2 separate regions of the Anser cygnoides genome follow, and region 2 is linked to region 1. A link is a contact called in public Hi-C data. All regions are on one chromosome and are shown on one strand. Each heading gives the region's core, a stretch centred on a gene start, on an enhancer-like site or on the middle of the called end of the contact. The rest is flanking DNA. Distances are from core to core; before and after follow the strand shown.

The links. A called contact is a pair of places that touch in the nucleus more often than the background predicts.
Region 2: a Hi-C map of granulosa cells shows a contact between it and region 1, with 1.9 times the contacts expected there. The contact joins the enhancer-like site here to the promoter of CNKSR3 in region 1. A contact is called at or near these places in 2 of 7 Hi-C or Micro-C datasets (granulosa cells and liver).

Annotation. Positions count from the first base shown.
Region 1 is chr3:55,407,312-55,413,247 of Taihu_goose_T2T_genome, reverse strand. CNKSR3 (CNKSR family member 3) reads left to right here and starts at 3,488. Exons shown (of 13, transcript XM_048076890.2): 1 at 3,488-3,683. The coding sequence starts at 3,632.
Region 2 is chr3:55,482,155-55,488,090 of Taihu_goose_T2T_genome, reverse strand. The region is part of intron 1 of LOC106034209 (a long non-coding RNA gene); the gene reads left to right. Among named protein-coding and RNA genes, the nearest start is that of SCAF8, 21 kb to the left of the region's middle. Within about 2 kb of position 2,235, at least 1 of the 3 cell types and tissues checked has open chromatin away from gene starts, as enhancers often do.

The DNA of each region.
Region 1 (5,936 bases), core at 2,239-4,738:
TTAAATCAAAGCACTGTTATCACTGGAAAATTATAACTAATGAAAAAATGTGCACTTCTGGAGAGCTGGTATTGGGCCTTGCCACAGCAACATAGCAATGAACTCCACATGTGGCTGCAAGCAGGGAAAAAGAACCAACATGTTTCCTGATACTCCTTACTGGCACAAAACTTGTAAACTAATCCATAGAGCATCTGAAGATGTGCATGTAATTTTTTGATCCATAGACATCAGAGAGAGATGGATTTATTTATTTATTTTTAATTTCTTGAGGCAATGAGTATTTTCTTGAACAAAACTACCTTAATCTACAAACAGAACTCCTAATTGCATCATGTCAACTGACTACTAGTTAATCTCATCTCAGATAAAACAGGCATTGAGATGATGCGATTATGAGAAAAATCAACTCAAAAGAACAGTTGCAATCTGGGCTTTAAAAGAGCACAGGTACGCAACTTGGCTAGGAACCCATCTGAGAAACTGAATATGTGCTTCTTTCCCCTTTCAGCTTTACTTCGTTTGACCAGAGCAGGCTGCAAAGCAGTTGGTGTTAAGGGATATAATAATGTAATCAAAGAACCCAGAGTCACTACAATATTGTCCTGCTGACAAAAACAAACAAACAAACGAACAAAACACAGCAACAAAAAAAGTAGATTTGTCATCTTGAAAATTATAGAAAATGATAACAATGAATAATGGATTTATCAGATTGGCAATCTGCTAGCAAGTGACCAGATCTGCATGTCTGACTCACAAAATCTGGTGCTCATCCTATCCAAATAAGACATGGGGACTGGCCCAAGACATGTGACAGAGAAGGATGACAGCAGATGACTGCTCCAAACACCAACAGTGAGAGACATTTGCTTTCCTTCCTGCAACCTTGGGAAGCATCTGTGTAGTTAAGACGGAAGCACTGTGACACTAACTGTTGTGAAACCATTAAGAGGGCACATTGCAAGGCCCATCTGTTCATTCGGGCCTCTGCAAGGGTTGGGAGCTGCTGCTTTGTTGTTTTTGAAGTGTGAATGACACACGTTTCAATGGGGAATCAAGAAATTTTGGATTGCTCCACCAATATTAAAGTTGTGGTGAACTGCATTTTAATCTTTCAAATATGCAGAGAGGTGAACTGACAAGCATAGTATTTCACACACCAAAAAGCAAATAAACAGTTTAGCTTTAACAAATTGCCTTTACAATCAAGCACTAGAAATTCACCTTCAGCCACCATGTGGCAAACAGGAGGAGCAAATGACTAGTTTTTAGGAACATATGCAAAAAGGCCTGTCTGTTTTTCACCACTGCTTCCCAAACCTAGAATCTGTGAGGTGCCACTTCTTGACTCCGTGGCCAGGCTCTGCAGCAGGGCAGGCTCCCTCTGCCGCGGCAGGAATGCCAGTCCCATCGGGCACTGCACAACCATACACAGAACTGCCCGTCCCTACACTTCAAGTATATGTCTAGGGACAGCAGATGGATGGAGAAGGGAGCCTCTGAAAACTGGGGTGCTGGACAGTCTCAAATCCCAGCTGCTTACTCACTCTCAGACACTGCCTAGCGAAAATTTCACAGCGTTCCTTTCACAGAAGAGTTCACTCTGCTCTTCTTCACTGAGGAACAGTGAGACCCTTCTGCACGTTGCAAAAGGACTTCGTGATGGATTTTGGTGCTGAGCCAGATCCACTAAGTGAAGCATGTAATAAAAATACATGTTTTCTCCATGTCTCCCTGCTGCATCACTGATGGAAAATGGTCTTCGGGTGCATTTAGGAGAAGGGAGCGGAGCAGTGGAGGTCAGTATCTTGAGCATGAAGCTATGGAGGTCAGCAGTTAAACCTCTAAGTAGACACTCCCAGGGTTTACACAGCCCTCAGGAGGTGGCCAGGGCAAAAGTGAAATAATGCCTGTGAGGAAAGTGAGACTGAGGTACACTGGACGGCTCACTGTAGCTCCCAAGTGAGAACAGAAAAACAGAAATAATCTGTTATGGTGAAATGGCCACCACACCCAAGGGCTCTTCTAAGTGCAGGATTCAGAAATAAACCAAATACCAATACTGGGAGAAGAGCGGTTGATGGCAGCCTGCAGCGGCTGCTAAAATTGCCACAGGGCTGTGACTCACACGGAGCCGCCACTGAAGTGCCTGGCCACCAGGCCACCCTTGGGCAGGTCCTGGTTGTGGGGCAGGACAGCAGGCGGCCCCCTAATCGCCACCCTTCTGCCCGCCCGGCCACGGTCAACCCACCCCTTCAGAAACCGCAGCGAGGAGAAATGTCCCACGTTTCCGTCCGTCCTTCCCTTCCACACAGCACAAAGCTACCTCAACAGCAGCCCCCCTCTTGCACACGGAAATCCTGAGCCTATAAAATATGTTAGTTTTAAAAAAATATGTTTCTGAGAGTTCAAAAACATTGCTTTTTTTCACATCTGCACAGCATATATTGAAATTTAATTTGCCTTTTTGTACACAGTGTGTTAATACACCGACCCCTACAATGTTTTATATAAAACTATAAACGCTACAAAGCAACTGTGACTGTGAAAGGCACAAATAACACTTAGTAGTTTCAAAAGAAACAAACTGCTGTAATTCTGGAAATCATCCCTTTGTTAAAGTCTCTACAGTCTATTGACTATTGGCTTTATTGGAGTCATTCACGTAGCAGGCACATTTGTCATCGTGCTGAACTTTGGAGGTCTGCACAAGAAATGCCAGTGTAAAAGGCAACATTTAATTGCTTTGCAGAAGAAAGGAGGATCTGTATCTGTTTTTGACCCCACTTCACTTTCTTTTAGCGTGCTGTGCAGAAACACCATGTAGAGATTTCAGTCATGTTTACGTAAAAGTGTTAATTATCAAAGTATAATGCCATACATCATGACACATATGTTACAGGGGCTGTGTTCAGCATGTTTTGAAACACACTGTCCGGTACGTGTATATAAAAGTTTTCTAATCCAAAATGTGCAGAGTAAACTGAAGCAACCACGACAGAACTGTTCTTAGGAAGGCTACAGCCTACAAGGGACATGATAGGTGATGGCAGGCTTCTCGGTACTGGCACAGAAAACCACAGTTTTCTTTTCGAAGCCGGGATCTTGAAAACTTCACTTTCTGCGTGTTGGTTTTGTGTATTTATTTATTATTTTACTCAAACGCTCGATCCCTCCCGGAGCAGCCTCCCTGCCCCGCCGCGGCCATTTCCTGCCCGGGCCGGGCCGGCCGCCTGGGGGTTGCCATTTGGAGGGCAGCTCAGACCCCGAGCCCCCACAGGGACTTTCTCCTCGGCGCTTTTCCACATACGGCGCCGGGCCGGGGACAGCCGGCTCTCGCTAGGCCCTCGGGCCGAAACCCGCCGGCCCTCAGGCCAGCTCCGGACGGCCGAGGGGAGCCGGGCGGCAGCACCTGGGGGCGGAGCGGCGGCGGGGCGGGCCCGGCCGCGGCCCGCGGGAGGAGCCGGCCCGGGGGGACGGCCCGGCCGGCGCGGGGCGGGCGGGGAGCGGGGCCGCGGGGATGGGAGCCTGAGAGGGGGCGAGCTCGCGGCCGGAGGAGCGCGGCGGGCGGCGGCAGCGGTGGTGCCGGTGTCCCGCAGGGGCAGGTCCCGGCGGGGCCGAGCCCGCCATGGAGCCGGTGACCAGGTGGAGCCCGAAGCAAGTGGTGGACTGGACCAAGGGTAAGGGCGCCTGCGCTGCCCGGCACGGCTCGGCACGGCCCGCGGGAACTTTCTGGTGCCGGGCTCGGCGGCCCCGTGGACGAGCGGGGCCGGCGCCTCCAGCGCCGCCGCGGCGGTGCCAGCCCCAGCCGCAGCCCCGTCCCGGGAGCGGGCGGCTTCCAGGCCGGTTCCCTCTCCGTGCCCGTGAGCCCCGGGCGCTTTTTCCTCCCTCTCCGGGGTGCGGGGGCGAGGCGAGCCCCGTCGGCAGGGCGGGCGGCTCCGGCGGAGCCCCCCTGGCGCTCGCTCCCGTCCCCCTGCGGCCGTGCCCGGCGGGGGCAGCTCCCCTCCTGCCGGCCGGTCGATAGGCCACGCGAGTTGGCTTGCAGCTTTTCGGAGAGATACCCGCCCGCTGGCCGAAAACACCTTGGCTTGTAAGTTAAGCAAAGTTAAGTGAAGGAGGAGAGCTCGAGTTAAGCAAGGCGTTCGCAAAGCCCGTCCGCTGGTGCAGCTCTGGGAAGCTGTTTCCTGAGAGAAGGGAGGTGGGGGCTGCGAGCTGTGCCCCCAGGTGCCCCACGTCCCTCGGGGGGGTCACCTGCCGTGCTCGGTGGCTGTTTTTATTTATTTATTTATTTATTTGTGAAGGCAGTGTTGGCTTCAGCTGTGTCAAGCCTGGTCGGACACTGCCAGTGCTTTCTGAATGGCAGTTAGAGGACTGCTCTCGCAGTTCCTGCTCTGCAGTGCGAAAATCAAAAGGGAAATAGCTCTGAATTAGGTGAGAGGCTTGTGACTTGTGGGATGGACTGCTGTTGTCTCGCAGGACTGTGTTTTAGGGCCATCACCCTTTGTTACATAAAGCGTTTTCCCAGGCTTTGCTTGATTTGAAGTTGATGCAAAATTACGAATGCTTTGAGAGTTGAAAGCTCCCCTGGATTAGCAGCGGCACTCACTTATAGCAGCCATTACTTCGATGTCTCAGGACCATAATGCTGATTAGACTGCATGCCTGTGGTCAGCACTTGGCAGGAGTTTGGTTCGAGACTGAGTCAAATTTGGAAAGCAGGCTAATGTTTTCGTACAGAGAGCAAGATGGATACTCCCAGCCCTCCTGAGTGTGAACATGTGTCCGGGCGTGCCGGTGCCAATGATGGACTGTGAGCGCAGCCTCTGGAAGGAGAGGAGTCCGCACAGACGTGCTGCAAAGTTGTGCGTTAACATCTAAATAACTTCCCCAGAAAGACCTCTCTTTCTGCTATTGGTATTGGTTTAAACAGGAGTGCATTGTTACAATGAAATAAGCCTTTTGCTTTGGCATGTGGAATATTTATATAATGCTGTTCCCTCATTGTGTCTTTTCTCTTGGGCACTGAAAGTTTGTTACCTTGCCAGATTAAAGAGTAAACCTGCTAATCATTTTAAAAGGCTTTATTATACTTGAGCATGCTTGGCTTGCTTTCTTGCATAATTTATTTTACTTGCAGGTTCCTTGAACAGGTAACTCTTTAGTTGGACCCTCAATTAGTGTTATGCAGAATAATTTGAGGCCTGGCTGTAGTTGGAAGGTGAATCTTCTGACTAATGCTAACGCGTGTCCTTTGAAATGCAAAGGAATAAATTAAAGACTGCTAGTGACTTTTGTTTCTGCTGTTGTTTTTCAGTTTCCAGGTAAGCATTTGACTTCTTCATTGCACGGCGTCTTTTTACGTCACTCCCTGCATGACAAGATTGTAATAAAGAAATGAGATGTGGAAAACTTTATTTTTTGGTTAGACTTTCATCGCTGCTCATTAAAATTGACACTTTAATAGTAGCCTTATTAATACTACGTTTCATGGCTTATTTCTAAGCCAAAATGCTTAACTACTATGTAGTTCACAACCACTGCATTTTATGTTTGAGAAGAGACCAATAGTCTGTATTTTAACTTATGAATATTATCTTCAATTCTCGAGGCTAGTTTTATAAATATACTGATTAACAGAATGTTTGGAGAGGAGCTTATGCCTTTTGTTTGACTATCACTGTCCATCTAGGGACATAATACCGTGATCTTCACTCAACTGGTCAAGCTATGGGAGAAAATGCTTTGGCTGGTGATGTTTGCTGCCTGTAGTTAGTGCTGTGGTGCCGTGGAGATGTATTCTAGGAGAATGACATAAATAACTATGGTGGGAGTTGCCAACTTGCAGTGGGGAGATTGGTTTTGCAGATAATGATGCATGCATGTCATACAACGATAAAAGCATCTTGGAAAAAGTTAAGGGAGTAGTGGAAATA
Region 2 (5,936 bases), core at 986-3,485, 76 kb before region 1:
CACTTGTTCCCTCCAGAGAGAGGGTAAGACGATTATATTTAAAACAATGAAGCAAGTCCTGCTTTTAGGTCTTGTCTTTGGAAGCTGCTAGCTGTCACTCCAGGGCCATGCCTGTGGTAGGATAGGGCTGCCCAGAGGGTGAGTGGATGGCAAAAGCTTTCTCTGGGGACTTAGTGAAGTGGTAGTCTGTAAATTGTGGCAAGGCTACTACGGAGTTAAGCACTAAAATGGTGTTAATCTAGAGCACCTCTGCAGTTGCTTAGTCTCCAGCAGTGTGGCATCCTGTTATAACAACCAGAGGGACTTCTCTGGAGTGGACCTCTGCACCAAGCTCTGGTGCTGCTCCTGCATGGAGTCACACAGGGGGCTGGGGAGTGCTGCAGGACCACCCCAGGACTCTCCCAAGCCCCTCATGGAGGAAAACATGACTTCAACACAAGCCTCTATGAAGGGAACGTCAAGCTCTGTGACTCAGGTTGATCCCTGTGCTGTGGGAATACAGACCATGACAAGACCTTAGGGGAAGAGCACTGGAGATAGTGCTTGCAGGAAAGGATGTCCTCTGGTGATCTGGCATTCAGCTGTGCAAGTGAGATGGGGGCATGAAGCACCTTTTCCATCGCTTAGGGACCCTCTGTTGCTATCTGCAGGCTTTATTTCAAATTCTGTCTGTTCGGAAAGCCTCTGGTCCCCCCCAAGCCCTGCAGGGGCCGGCCGCGGGCGCTGGAGGGCACTGCTGGACGGCTCAAAAACGCGTTGAGCCTGCTTGCAGGGCTGTAAGCGGCTCGCTCGGGCAGAACAGGCAAATGCAGACCTTTGTGGATGACTTGCATGCCCCACGCTTTTTTCTTTCGGGAGAAATCAACTTTTCCTCTCTCATCCCTCTAGCCCCACAGCTCGTTCCTGTGGAGCAGGGGAGGCAGCACAGGAGCACCACCTCCTAGCAGTCAGTGCACCGGCATCCCTTTTCGGCCCATTTTTGCAGAGCTTGGCCTCTGCCAGGAGCTGGCTGGACCCGTACAGGGCCAGAATTTGCATTCCTTGGGCTCCCCAGAAGGCCCTGAGCATGGGCGTCCCCTGGGCACCACAGGAAGGGAAACCCTGGGGAATCGGTCCAAGGGTCCCCAGCTGGAACAAGCAGTGTCCGTGTCCCAATTCTTGATAGGAAGTATCTAATAACACAGTGCTAATTGTTGTGTTTCTGCATACTTCATCACTAATTTTCTAGCAGACAGGCGGATACTGGAGGGGGCTAGCTGATTCTGTTCCATCGCACAGGGGGGCTGAGTGCAGGAAGTTGCATGTTATGCTTTCACATGGAAACATGATTTTTTTTTCTCCTTACGCTGCTATTTTTCCATGAATTCAAAGTAACTTGAAACTTATGGCTGTTCATTGAGTATGTGAAGTATTAGCCAATGTGACAGAATAAGTATTCCATATAAAGGAAATTCTTGATCACTGAAAGTCCATTCTAAAAAAAGCTAAATATTTATTGAATGTTGCTCCTAATGTGAACCTTTTAGCTGCCCTCGGGCAGGAAAATAGTAAATGGAGATGCTCTATAAAACTCTTTTGTTGCATCCAGGTTTCTTTTGTGGTTCTGAGGAGGCTCAAATTCTTTCTGAAGGATCTTTTTATTTATCTGTTTCTTGCCAGATTACTTAAGTGACTTATCTGTTGTTTCCATCACGGGAATTTTTTTTAGTGACCTTTGTGTCACTGGGAAATAATCATTTCTCTTAGCTACTGTTGATGCTTTCTTTCTCTAGAGCTCCCCAGGGAAGCAGATCCCCCGAGTCCCTATTCAGAGAAGAAAGCAGAGCGATTACTTACGGACTTCATTTGTATATGTAAAGATGGCTCATCTTGCTAAGAATCACTGTGATCAAGCCATCTCTGCTGGGACTTCTTACACTGATAAACAACATACATCACTCCTTACTGTTTATAAGCGCAGTCCTTATTCTCATGTGCAAAAAATGGTGCTATGAAAGAAGTGCATCTCAGTTTTCTTTACTGATGAAAGAGGCATATAATTCTTAAGGTGTTTAAATCACAAAAACAATTTGTGGGTGTTTTCTTTGACTTTGCCACAATGATAATATCTGGTTCATACAGCATGCTGATGGGTAACATTATTTTCATTTCTTACATGGGTACTGAGGCACAATGAAGTAAAATAACTCCCTGGAAAACACCCAAGCAGCACATGCCAGAAGTTGGAAAACAGTCAAGTATTCTCAGAGCTATCATCTGCTTTGTGCACAATGCTGCTCCTTCATTAAAACTGGAAGGATTTTCTTTTAGAGATGAGGAGGTCAAGCACTGTGAGTGGCATTTAAACTCTAACTTAGCTCCAGTTAGCTGAAAAATAATGCAATAGTGTGCACTACATTTAAAATGTAAATAACTTTACAAAAATTATTTTTAGTAAATCCTTGTAATGGAGAGAAAGAATGACAAGAAGAAAAAAGTACAGAGATGTCTGTTTAAAAAATGATTGTATGGCTACAATAACTAATGGCATGTAAACTTGATACAGCTAACCTGACAAGACCTATTGAAAGAATGCAAGGCTTGTTTGCTATGAATGTATTTTAGCCCTATAGCTAAGCTCTCATTATCCTTTATTTTTGGAAAAAAAAAGTGAGTGGCCTGTCCAACCTCTGTTGTAGGTGGTCCCCCATCTACAGCGTACTCTGAAAGGTGAAGGATCCTATTTACAGGACAGGTGCCATAAAGCATATGCTTATCAGCCATGACTGAATCAAGCTCTTTATCCTGTCCTGTCACATTTTTCCTTTGAACCTACAAGCCAGAGAAAGTGCCTTGTGATGTTGAAACTGTTTTCACAAAACATCAAAACTCCCACTTTGGACATCAGAAAACAGCCTCACTCTGTTGGGCTGAAAATAGAAATCCCTTTTCTTTAACGATCTGCTTGTCTGATCTCATGCCAGTAGGTCACAGCAAGGATTATCATTATATTGCTGATGCATCCCACTTTTCCTGTCCTCCTTCTCTTGTGACTTGAGGGTAGAGTATTCCTCAGGACCTCCAACCTGCCCTTCTTGTAGCCCTGCAAGGATTTTTCAGGGGCTGGCACTCCTACCAGCCCTAGTGCATGCTAGGTTTGCACCCACAATAGCTTGGGCCTGGCTGATCTGCCTTTTTGTCTGTGCAGAACAGTCATATACTGTTGAGTTTCTTGCTCAACGTCCAATGATCTCCATGTCATTGCAGGAGCAGGGAGCCATTCTCCAGAAAAGGGAGTTTCTACCTGTCCAGGGGGCTACTATTTTGGTACTGGCAACGGCCATGTGCAGTCTGTGGAGAGATTTGTATTGTGGTTTGGCCTTAAGTTGTGAAAGAAAAGCTTGCTTTAAGGTAATAAATGTTCATGATTGCTGTAAGACTACTTGAAAACATTGGTGTTTGTTTCAATCCTTCAGAAAGTGAGCAAATGTGCTGGTTCTGGTAAGTTTTGACAGGCAACCTTCTAATAACCATCAGCATGATGAACACATGATGCCTGTTCACTGTGAGAAAGCTAAGAGGAAAGTTGAATTCTTATTTCCTTCTCATTTTGGGGATTAAAGCTGGGAGGGATCACCTCTTACCTCTTATATCTGGGTCTTCCAGTCCCTTCTCTGCTAAGCTGAGAAGCTTTAAGATGATGGCCAAATGTGCCTATAAAACTCTGAAGGCGAGGGGATGTTGTTTCTGAAACTATGTGCTTGTGTGGTAGGTCTTATCTTTGGTGTTATGGCCCATGTGCAACTGCCAAGACTAAACAAATATTTTCAAATAGATTCAGCTCTGGCAACCAGAAAGTGTGCTGTTTAGCACTGGTGTATCCTAGAGACAGGAAGGGGAGAGAAGGGCAGCCGTGTGGTCTTCCACACTGGAAATGCAGGGAGATGTTCGTGAGTTACTGATTGGAAAGGTATGTGCTGCTTTCCAAGTCATGTTGAGCAAAAGACATATTATAGTTATTTCTGGTGAGTTTGCTAGCAATACGTTATTATTTAAGAATGTAAAAAGATGGCTGTTCTGGTCATTTTAGGAGTAACTTGCTCTTAACAATTTCAGTGTTGCATTTCCTATAACGCTTTATTTTGACGATAAAAATGTAGTTGTAAAATTTATTTTACTTTTTTTAAAGTCTGGTTTGCATTTGAGGTCAAAAAAAAGCTGCAAACGTCTAGTTTTCCAAGTGAGCATTTTCCAGCTCTAATAAAAAAAAATCACATCAATCAATTTATAACTATTTTTGAACAGCCACTACTCTACAGGAGAAAACCCTGTGCATGTGCAATTGTTTGACAGAGTAGCTGCCAGTTATCAGCTAGAATGTATTTTTTGAAAGTGTAAAATAGTGTAAATAGAGATACTTGTTTTTAATCAGTCAGTATACACAGAAATGTCTCAAAACCAGCAGTTGTAACTAAACTAAATCAAAACATTGCAGACAGACTTGTTGACTTAGGATGGAGGGTTTCAATTGGGCTTATTGGGGGCAGAAGAGAGACTGAAGGCTAGGGGGTAAGAGGTGGTCTCTTAGACTGCCTGACCAGATGCACAAAGGGAAGAAGGCTTCTTACAAATAAGTAAGAGAAGTCTCAGGCTCTGGTCCTCAAGGGAGACTCTTACCAATCAGACACTTGCTGAGGGCATGTTGTGCCAGCAAAACAGGCAGTGCCCAGACTGCTGTGATTGTCTTTAGTGACAGTTTCCTGATGTTCACTTTAAAGAGGGCAGGTGGGGTAGCTTTCCACTTGACATCAAGGAACCGGGGAAGAATAGTTGACATGCATGGTCACAAGCTGGCTGTAAGATCGCATTTTGGGCTGCAGTGGCAATGACTATGACATGACTGAGTTCACAGCCCAGAATAAGGCTGGGCAGGTAAACTGTGGAGTCATGACTCTAAGAAGAACAGGCTTTGGCTCATATAAGGAATTGGAGAGCAGAATACCAAGGGAGGCTGTTATGAGGTGGGAGGGTGCTGGGGAGAGCTTACAGACTTTGAAAGAAAACTTAAGAGGTTGTGAACCTGTTGGGCTGGAAGGGAAGGCCAGGAATTTAGGTATTAAACTTGCTTGACTAATAAGGAAGGAGCTTGTTATTGAACTACGATGCAAAAAAAAGAAGTATATAGGAAGTGGAAATGTAAGCCATGGAATGAATGATGAGCCAAGTGCTGTTTGGCTGTTTAGTGATGAATTTGGGAAGGTAACTGGAGATAAAATTAGTGAGGCATGTTAACAGTGACAATAGAGATACTACAAGGAAGCTAGTAGCAAAAAAGAAACCACAAGTAAATGTGACTCTTTCGGTTTACAGGTACGTCTGGAGAAATTGTAGACTAGCTGGCTCACCTCAGGGTCCTCTTGGGGTCTGTTTCCAAATGCATGAATGACAGGAAAGTAACTGGGAGCTGTCAACAGGTTTCAATTTACTATTGCCAAATCCTGCTTGACAAACACAATGACCTTGTATGATGAAACGACTGGCTATGTGGGTGAAGGGAAAGATTAAGGTAATTTAACTTTACTGAGGCTTCTTATGCCATCTCCTGCAGCATTCTCAGATTAACAGATATGTTGAAAACTTTGGACCACAAGATTTGGAGGCTAGGTCTCTGGTGGCTTGAAACGAGCAAAGTGACTCATAGACTAATACGGAATCTAATATTGAAAAATACCTCCTGGTGACCTGGACAATTCAGTGTACCCCCAGCAAATTTGTGGGTGGTACTTGACTGACTGACAAGCTAAATGCTAGAATTTAAGTCCTGAGTGGCCCTGAGAAACTTGGGGACAGGGCTAATGGAAACCTCATGAAATGCACTAGGGAGCAGACTGAAGTCCTGCTCATAGGGTGGAATGACCCCATGTTTGGCCAGGCTGGGGATGGAGTGGCTGAGTGAC